Regions from separate parts of the Hordeum vulgare genome. Here region 1 is linked to region 2. The links are chromatin contacts, called in public Hi-C maps. All regions are on one chromosome and are shown on one strand. The core of a region is the stretch at or near the end of the contact, and the rest is flanking DNA. Distances in the headings are between cores, read along the strand shown.

Evidence for each region. A called contact is a pair of places that touch in the nucleus more often than the background predicts.
Region 1: a Hi-C map of seedling shows a contact between it and region 2, with 2.3 times the contacts expected there. The contact joins the promoter of LOC123408476 here to the promoter of LOC123407526 in region 2. A contact is called at or near these places in 1 of 6 Hi-C or Micro-C datasets (seedling) and 1 of 1 datasets of contacts at active chromatin or transcription factors (embryo).

Annotation. Positions count from the first base shown.
Region 1 is chr7H:129,124,102-129,127,759 of MorexV3_pseudomolecules_assembly, reverse strand. LOC123408476 (pantothenate kinase 2-like) reads right to left here and starts at 1,423. Exons shown (of 6, transcript XM_045101579.1): 1 at 1,304-1,423; 2 at 1,071-1,153; 3 at 752-868; 4 at 607-670; 5 at 150-296; 6 at 1-29. The coding sequence starts at 1,423. LOC123413274 (a long non-coding RNA gene) reads left to right here and starts at 2,044. Exons shown (of 3, transcript XR_006613716.1): 1 at 2,044-2,566; 2 at 2,652-2,813.
Region 2 is chr7H:128,945,561-128,949,454 of MorexV3_pseudomolecules_assembly, reverse strand. It overlaps LOC123407526 (pentatricopeptide repeat-containing protein At3g14580, mitochondrial-like), which reads right to left and starts at 2,246. Exons shown (of 4, transcript XM_045100686.1): 1 at 508-2,246; 2 at 359-388; 3 at 1-174. The coding sequence starts at 2,031. The coding sequence ends at 940. It overlaps TRNAR-CCG (a tRNA gene), which reads left to right and starts at 2,341; the gene lies at 2,341-2,413. LOC123407525 reads right to left here. Exons shown (of 10, transcript XM_045100679.1): 10 at 3,867-3,894.

The DNA of each region.
Region 1 (3,658 bases), core at 174-2,673, 180 kb before region 2:
CTACTTTTGAACGTATCGAAGTCATCAATCTGAAACAAAAGATACCATCATTACAATTATCTGGTCATATATTAGTATAACTCGTAAAATATAATTTGGGTAACTCGTGCATTGCAATAACATTTGAATTTGAGACTTGGAATACTTGCCCGCCAAGGACGTTGCATCTTTTTGCGGCTCATGCGATAAATTTCTATTATGGTTCCTTGATTGTAAAGGTCCACGCAAGCTTTAGACCCCCAATCAAATATTTTTGCAACAAGGACACCTTCAATTAGCGCAAGCAATCTATCTTCCTGAAAACATCGAGCATAAAAGTAAAACTCAGACGAATTCATAATTCTAGAGATGAAACTGAGTGTAGATTGCTGAACTACCGGCCAGCAGCATGTGACTGTCACAGAAGCATGCAAGCAAAAAAATCAACAAAAAACTGCTTACCGTGGCACTGGCGGATGGGGCCAGAACAGATCTGATTCTCAGTTACACAATATGTGGCAGTTTATGAAATTTTTATTATTTTTTTGCTGCGATATTAACCAAAATTTTAAAAAAAACATCTACGCGCTGTGCCAATGGATAAAGAAGGGAAACATTCTCTCATACCTCATCCATACTATCAAGTTCCATGAGTAGATCAGGTAAAATAGCCAGTGAAGCTTCATTTTCCCTTCATGCAGAAAGCATCAAACAATTGAAGTAGCTAGAGTAGAGATATTTACCGAGAACCATGAAGAGGTTATGAACTAACCTTTGCTTGATACTAACATATGGATCGAAAAATTGAAATTCTCTCAAACATTCTTCTCTCAACTCCAACAGGTTGGCTAAACCAAACTTCCCATAAGCAGCAGGCTCCTCAGTCAACCTAAACTTTAACACATAAGTAAGGCAACAAAGCGATAGCATGCAATACAGTTTACACTATGGCTGTTTGGTCAAAACCGAACAGTATGTTAAGTATGTCAAAAATATTGGCTAAGTCGTGGCCAAGAAAAATGGCACCGCGAGTGTGCCAAGCCATAGTTGTGGCAGCCAAACACCAATGGCATGCAACTACAATTGTGTACCTTGCCAAATGAGCAGAAAAGGCATGTGCAAACGCATCTCCACGCCGTTTTGCGTCATCAGTCCCACCTTCGCTGGCAACCGTCTGCAAACAGTATTAGTGTTTAGTACAGAGATACTTTTCAAGTTTACACATACACTTAAATTCACTGCTATGCCAATTTTAACGCCGATAGAACCGTGAATATAGGAGCTCAAGCCACGAGTACGCCGCCGTCGCCGCCTCAGCAGCAGCAGCGTCCTCCTCCGCCGCCGCGGAAGCAGAGGCTCCCTCCTCCTCCATCCCGTTCTCCGCCGCGTCCCCGAACTCCGCGACGGACGGCGCGGCTGCTTGCTCCTCCGCCGCTTCTTCCATCGGTTGAAGGAAGGCACCAACGTGGCATGGGGGCGGAGGTCGCCGGCGTGGCATGGGGGACGGAGGTAGCAGCCAGATTGGATCGAGGAGGGGTTGGTTGTGTTTGGAGCGGGAGTGGTTGACCGAGGACGTGTGGGACGCGAAGAAGCGGGGGATTAGCGCTAACGAGAATTGAGTTACTTTCGTTAATGAAGCATCTAGACCGTTGATGACATGATTAAACGCTTCAGATCTATAGTTAGATCTGCCTCTCGTACTTTTATTAGTACAGATAAATTTCTGTTAATAAAGTAAGATGGACTAAAAGAGAGGCGAGGGACAGTTCGATCAGGCCAAGTTTTAGGTCCGTGAGTTCAGCAGTCCCAATTCTATAAATAGTTTGATGCTAACTGTTGGTTGTTTATCCCTTTAGTCTTGTTTTTCCAACATTTATACTCTTTTATATTAATAATTGGTTTAGACATCTTATGTTTCAAGAACCAGAAAATATGAATCTGGTTACTAGAAATATAAGATCTTTTAGAAAAAAATAGAGGATTTAGTTCAACATCATAAAGGAGTTATATTAGATAACTTGAATGTATAGTAGTTTTAATTTTCCGAAAAAGTAGAGGCCTCATTTTAGCGTTTGCCACAGGGCCATAAATTTTGCCGGCCCGGTCCTGTGCCCGTCGCCTCTCTCTTCTCGCCCACCTCGCCTGCAACCACCTCGCCCACCTCGCCGGCAACCACCTTGCCCACCTCGCCGTCCACGGCCTTGCCCACCTCACCGGTCACCATCTCTCCCCGTTGCCGCCATCTTTCTCCCGCCTCCACTCGCACCCCACTCGAGTCACACCCCACATCTAAGGTCAAAGCTTGGATTTTTTTTTCTCCAGCGGCGAGCTTCTAGGAGACAGAGGCACTGGATATGTGTGCGCCACCGCTTGATTGGCGTGCACCTGCTCTCGTTCTGGAGTCAGAGGCGTTGGATGCGGTGCGGAGGCGATCTTGTGGGCGACGGAGCAATGTTCGTTGGCGACGACGCACTTGACACAAGTGGTCGTTGCTGTTGAGAAGATGAAGGGTGAAGCGGGTGCTGCTCGCGTGCAGGGGTGGAGGGTCGCGGGGGGTCGCCGTCGGCCTCGCCAGGCACCGCTGCACGTACTCCCTCTCACATTGTCGACTTGTCGTTGTTCCCCTTTTCTTCCTGTTGTTCGGTTCTGAATGTAAGCGCGGACGCGTACAGGCTGGTCCTAGTGGGCGACGAGGGCGCCCTAACCGCGACAACGGAGGAGGTGTGGCGCGGCACGACCGAAGGGGAGGCGACCGTTGTGATGGTTGGGTTTGGACATCGCAGCCTACGACGAGGCACTGCTCGGCGCCCTGGTGAACTGCTGCTCCTACGAGGGTATGCACATGCCCAATTTTCCAATTGACCGAACTTTTTTTACACATGCCCAAGCCCGACTAATCACCAACCTACTCTTGAGTACGTGAATCCTGAAATCGATAGGAGTAAATCATTGCTCACTCCTTATCTGAATCCTGAAATCCTTTTCATTATTCAGTACTCCAATAATTTCAATGCTCACAGAAATCCTGAATGCCTACATGACCATGATGTTCTTTCTTGGTGTCAATGTACAGTTTTACCTAAGAAAATCAAAGAAATCCATTTAATGAGCACATTTGCTAACAATAAATCAATGTTAATGAATTACTCCATTTGTTAACATCTGTATTTAGCAGTATATGCTCTGCTGCATATCCAGGTGACCATATATGTTTAGTGTGGAGTATTTAGCAGTATATGCTTTAGTTCCTTGTGAACCAATGGGTGGGTAAGCTCCTATGATCCGCTCAAGTTCTGAATCAAATTTAATTTTGGCCATGGTTTTCATTTGCTTGAATGTGTGTTTACTGAAAATATTTAGGGAAATCCACCTAGTGTACTGATAGTGTAATGTCACTGATAGCTCTCTTCTTCCCCTTCTCTTTCTTCTCTCCTTCTCCCTACCTTATTGAGCATGATTAAACTAAAACATTCTCCTTTAATTAAATAAACTCAAACATTTCCTTTAATTAATTAAACTAAAACATTTTATTTAATTAATTAAACAAAAACATTTCCTTTAATTAATTAAACTAAAATATTTTCTTTAATTAATTAAACTGAAACATTTCCTTTAATTAGTTAAACTAAAACATTCCCTTTAATTAATTAAACTGAAACATTTCCTTTAATTAATTAAA
Region 2 (3,894 bases), core at 997-3,496:
AGTTGTTGCCGGTGAGCTCAAAGCCATGGCCTTGCAGATTCCATCTCTATATGGACTCAATTCTTATCTTGAAACCAGATCTACGGCAACTTGAGTAAAGAGATTAATGTTTACTCCAAGAGATGATCAGCTTATAAGCCCCAAAAGATAAAAGTTGGGAAGATGGTTATGAACCTAGGAACAGAATTATATTAGTATTAGGACAAGTTAAACAATTAAACAGTCAAGGAAAGAGAAAAGGAGCTATTAAGGGACATTCTGTCTCACCGAGAAGGTGAGAACAATGTAAGAACTGCATCACAAACAACATGATGTTCTGCGCTTAAAGGGTACTCGTATATAAAAGGTGAACAGCTACCTCATGGCATGCATCTTTCATACTGTTTGCCTGGAATTCAATAGCAGTACGGTCCAGAGAAACGAAAAATGTCACACATTTCAAATGTCAGACATACAAAAAATTGTCATATTGAGTTGTAACGAAAGAACATAATGTCATGAGCTTACCAATATTTTCACATTTAAACTGGAGGAATGCGGAGCCTGCACTATGTTGAAATCAGAGACAAAACCAACAGGCTACCAAGGTATACAAGTATATAAATGTTGGCTAAAGGGGGAAGAGCCCCTCCTTTAACTGTCCGTTAGTTAGGTAGAAAATGAGACTTCCCTGCGGGTTGGACATGGGTGGGCGAGCTCACACCCATGAGCTTCAAGCCAACCGAGCTAGCGCTCAGTTCTCAAGTACATCAGTATATGGGTCATCAGTAAACAGAACTTGGTCGTTCTGAGACCCGATATTGCTAAATCCCCATACGGAAAAAGATCTGGCTTCAATATGCAAATCCACGCAGAAAGCAGGTTGGTTCACTAGTTCCAGTAACAAAATAATCTCATTGCTCAAGTGTATTGTCAGGTCCACGGGCATGAACATACATTTCAGCATAAGGATGTAAGAAGTTTTGTCCAAGTACTCATCCGAGGAACAAAACCTTGGTCCACCATTTGCTTCAAGACATGATGTGCATCATCTAAGCAGTTAACACTACAGAAGCCATCAATTAGCAGCTTGTAAGATGAGAAACTAGGTCTCAGACTTTCAGCACTCATCATACCAACCAGGTCCTTCGCCTCCACAAAGTTCTTTGAGGCCACAAGGCCATCAAGAAGTACCTGATAAGTCCCTGAATTAGGATGGCAGCCCTGAGACGACATCGACTTGAACAGATCATATGCAGAGGTCACCCTTCCCTCTCTGCAGAGACCAGATACCAATATATTGTAAACAACCGTATCCGCATCGATTTCCTCCTTGCGCATTCTCTCAAACAGCTCGAACGCCTCATCCACCCGGCAGTTCCGGCAGAGGAAATGCATCAGGGTCGAATAGGTCATCGCATTAGGCCGGCAGTCCTGCTTCGGCATCTCATCCAGCAGCGAAAGGGCCTCGTTGAATCTCCCAAATTGGCACAGCCCCTTGATAAGGATGTTGAAGCAGCAGGTGTCCAGTTCCACGCCCAGCCTGGGCGCGCTGGAGTACACCTCGTGGACAACCTCGTACTGCCGCCTGCACACGAGCATGTGGAGCACATAGTTGAAGGTCTTGGTGGACGGCCAGCAGCCGTACTCGGACATCGCGTAGAGCGTCTCCATGGCCTTCTCGGGGTGGTTGGCCACATTGCCGTACATCTTGATGAGCCTGTAGAAGAAGTCGTCCGAGAACCTGAACCGCTCGGCCCTCGCCCTGGCCAGCAGCTCCTCCACGTCGCCGAACCGCCGGGCGCCGGCGAGCCGGTCGATCATCAGGCCGTAGAGGGCCTCGCTGGGCTTGTAGTCCCTCCGGGCGCAGGCCTTCCTGAAGACGCTGGTTATCAGAGCGGCGTCCCTGATGCTCGCGAAGATCTTGAGCACCTCGTTCGGGGCGAGCCAGTCCCTGTGGTCCAGCCGGCCGATCCAGTGGCCGTCGTCGCAGGCCGTGGAGCGCAGCCTCAGGAATGGGGGAACCGCGCGCCGCGCCAGGGGTCTCGACATGCTGCCGCCGGGAAGTGGGAATCGGATGGGGGCGGGGCTGGACTACTCGAGAAGTGGTTGGAGAGTTTATCGGGGAGGTGGGGGTGTGCGTGGCAAGGAAGGAGGTGGACTGCGCTGGGGGAGGTTCGGTGGCCGGCGGCGAATGGGTGAGGACTGAGGAGAAGAGAGGCGGAGGCGGAGGCGTCGCTGGGCGGCGGCGATGTGCGCCTAGTAGCATGGTGGGCCTTGGGCTCTTTCTTAGGGAAAGCCCAACTCGTGTGGTTTGTGTAAACTAATATATAAACTATATTATGAGACATCTCACAACATGACCGCGTGGCCTAATGGATAAGGCGCTCGCCTCCGGAGCGGGAGATTCTGGGTTCGAGTCCCAGCGTGGTCGTTCAATTTTTTTCTTTTTTTTCTTTTCTTTCTTTTCTTTTCTTTTGTTTCCTGAATTGATTTAGACTTAAGAAAGCTTTAAACAGTTAAGATACTTTTGTGGTCAGTCTCCCTCGCTAGTCTTCCCTTCACATTTTTCTTATGATTTGTGATCTTCATAATTAACAATGCCTCGGCTCCGGTCAATAGTTTATGTTAGTGTTTTTTCATTGCTGGTTTCAATGGTAAAGGGCGAATCCTTGCCATTTTCCATTTATATAATTGCATTGAGGATACGCGCCACCAACAACCAAGTAGTAACACATTTCGCATCACTAACCTCATAAGTTCTATCCGTATTGAATCGACACAGCTTTTTTTTTTTGAGACAAGAATCGACACAGTTGTTGCAGCACTAATCTAATTTCGATTTCAATGGGCTGAGGGTGTGGGCCCAAACACACAAGGAATCCAAAGAAAATGTCTCCAGTCTTTGGTATTCACTTTGTGCGTTCGGTTTATTCGGTTTACATGGCTCGATTTATATGTTTTTCAGTTTGAACAGTATTAATACTTCGGTAAATACGGTATGAATTTTAGATACGGTTCGGTTTCGATATATACCAAATTATTTTGGCATGAATTGGTATATACCATAAAAATCAAAGTTTACACGAATTGGAAAGTGACACATAACAATTTACAAATTTGTGACTCAGTTCACATATTCTTTTATACAAAGAGTATATAACTATATGCAAGTGTATATGCATGCATGTATTCAATGGTCATGGACGTGCTTGGAATTCTTTTCACGAGAAATATGACTATGTTACAAGAAACATAGATGCGCTTAACAGGAAATCTAGCTTTTGTCCAAAAAATAACTACTTGTATGGTTATTTGCCCCAAGATATATAAATATGTTTTTTATTTCGGTTTATTCTGTTATCCATTCGGTTTTTTTATATATACCATAAAAACCAAAATTCAAAACAGTATGAAAAGTTCATAGTATATCGGAACCATAAACCATAAAAACCATAAAATTGGTTCGGTTCAATTTATATTCGCTATGGTTTTTCAGATCGGTTTTAAAATGCACACAGTGATTTGATATGCACTCCCGGGCAATCAGTAGTGATTTGATATGCACTCCCGGGCAATCAGGGAAGAACGGTATATTTCTTTTGTCTTTCTGAATCATTATAGGGACCAGTTCTTTTGCTGGCTTGTAGAATGAGCTGGAATAAGGTCAACCAAATTATTATTTTGGAAGTCTCCTAGTTAAGACTTGACTAATAGGCTTTTAAAAATATATTTTTGGTTGGGTTTCTAAAAGCCCAGAAAAGCCACCAAAATAACTATGCCTAGGATTTCCTTTATGCATATATTATTATTATCAAGGTGTCAAAATAACATGGCATGTGACCTAGTGCAACCTAAGAAATGGAGCATATGATTCAAATCTCCCGGAAAGAAAAACCTTTTTGAATACACTCC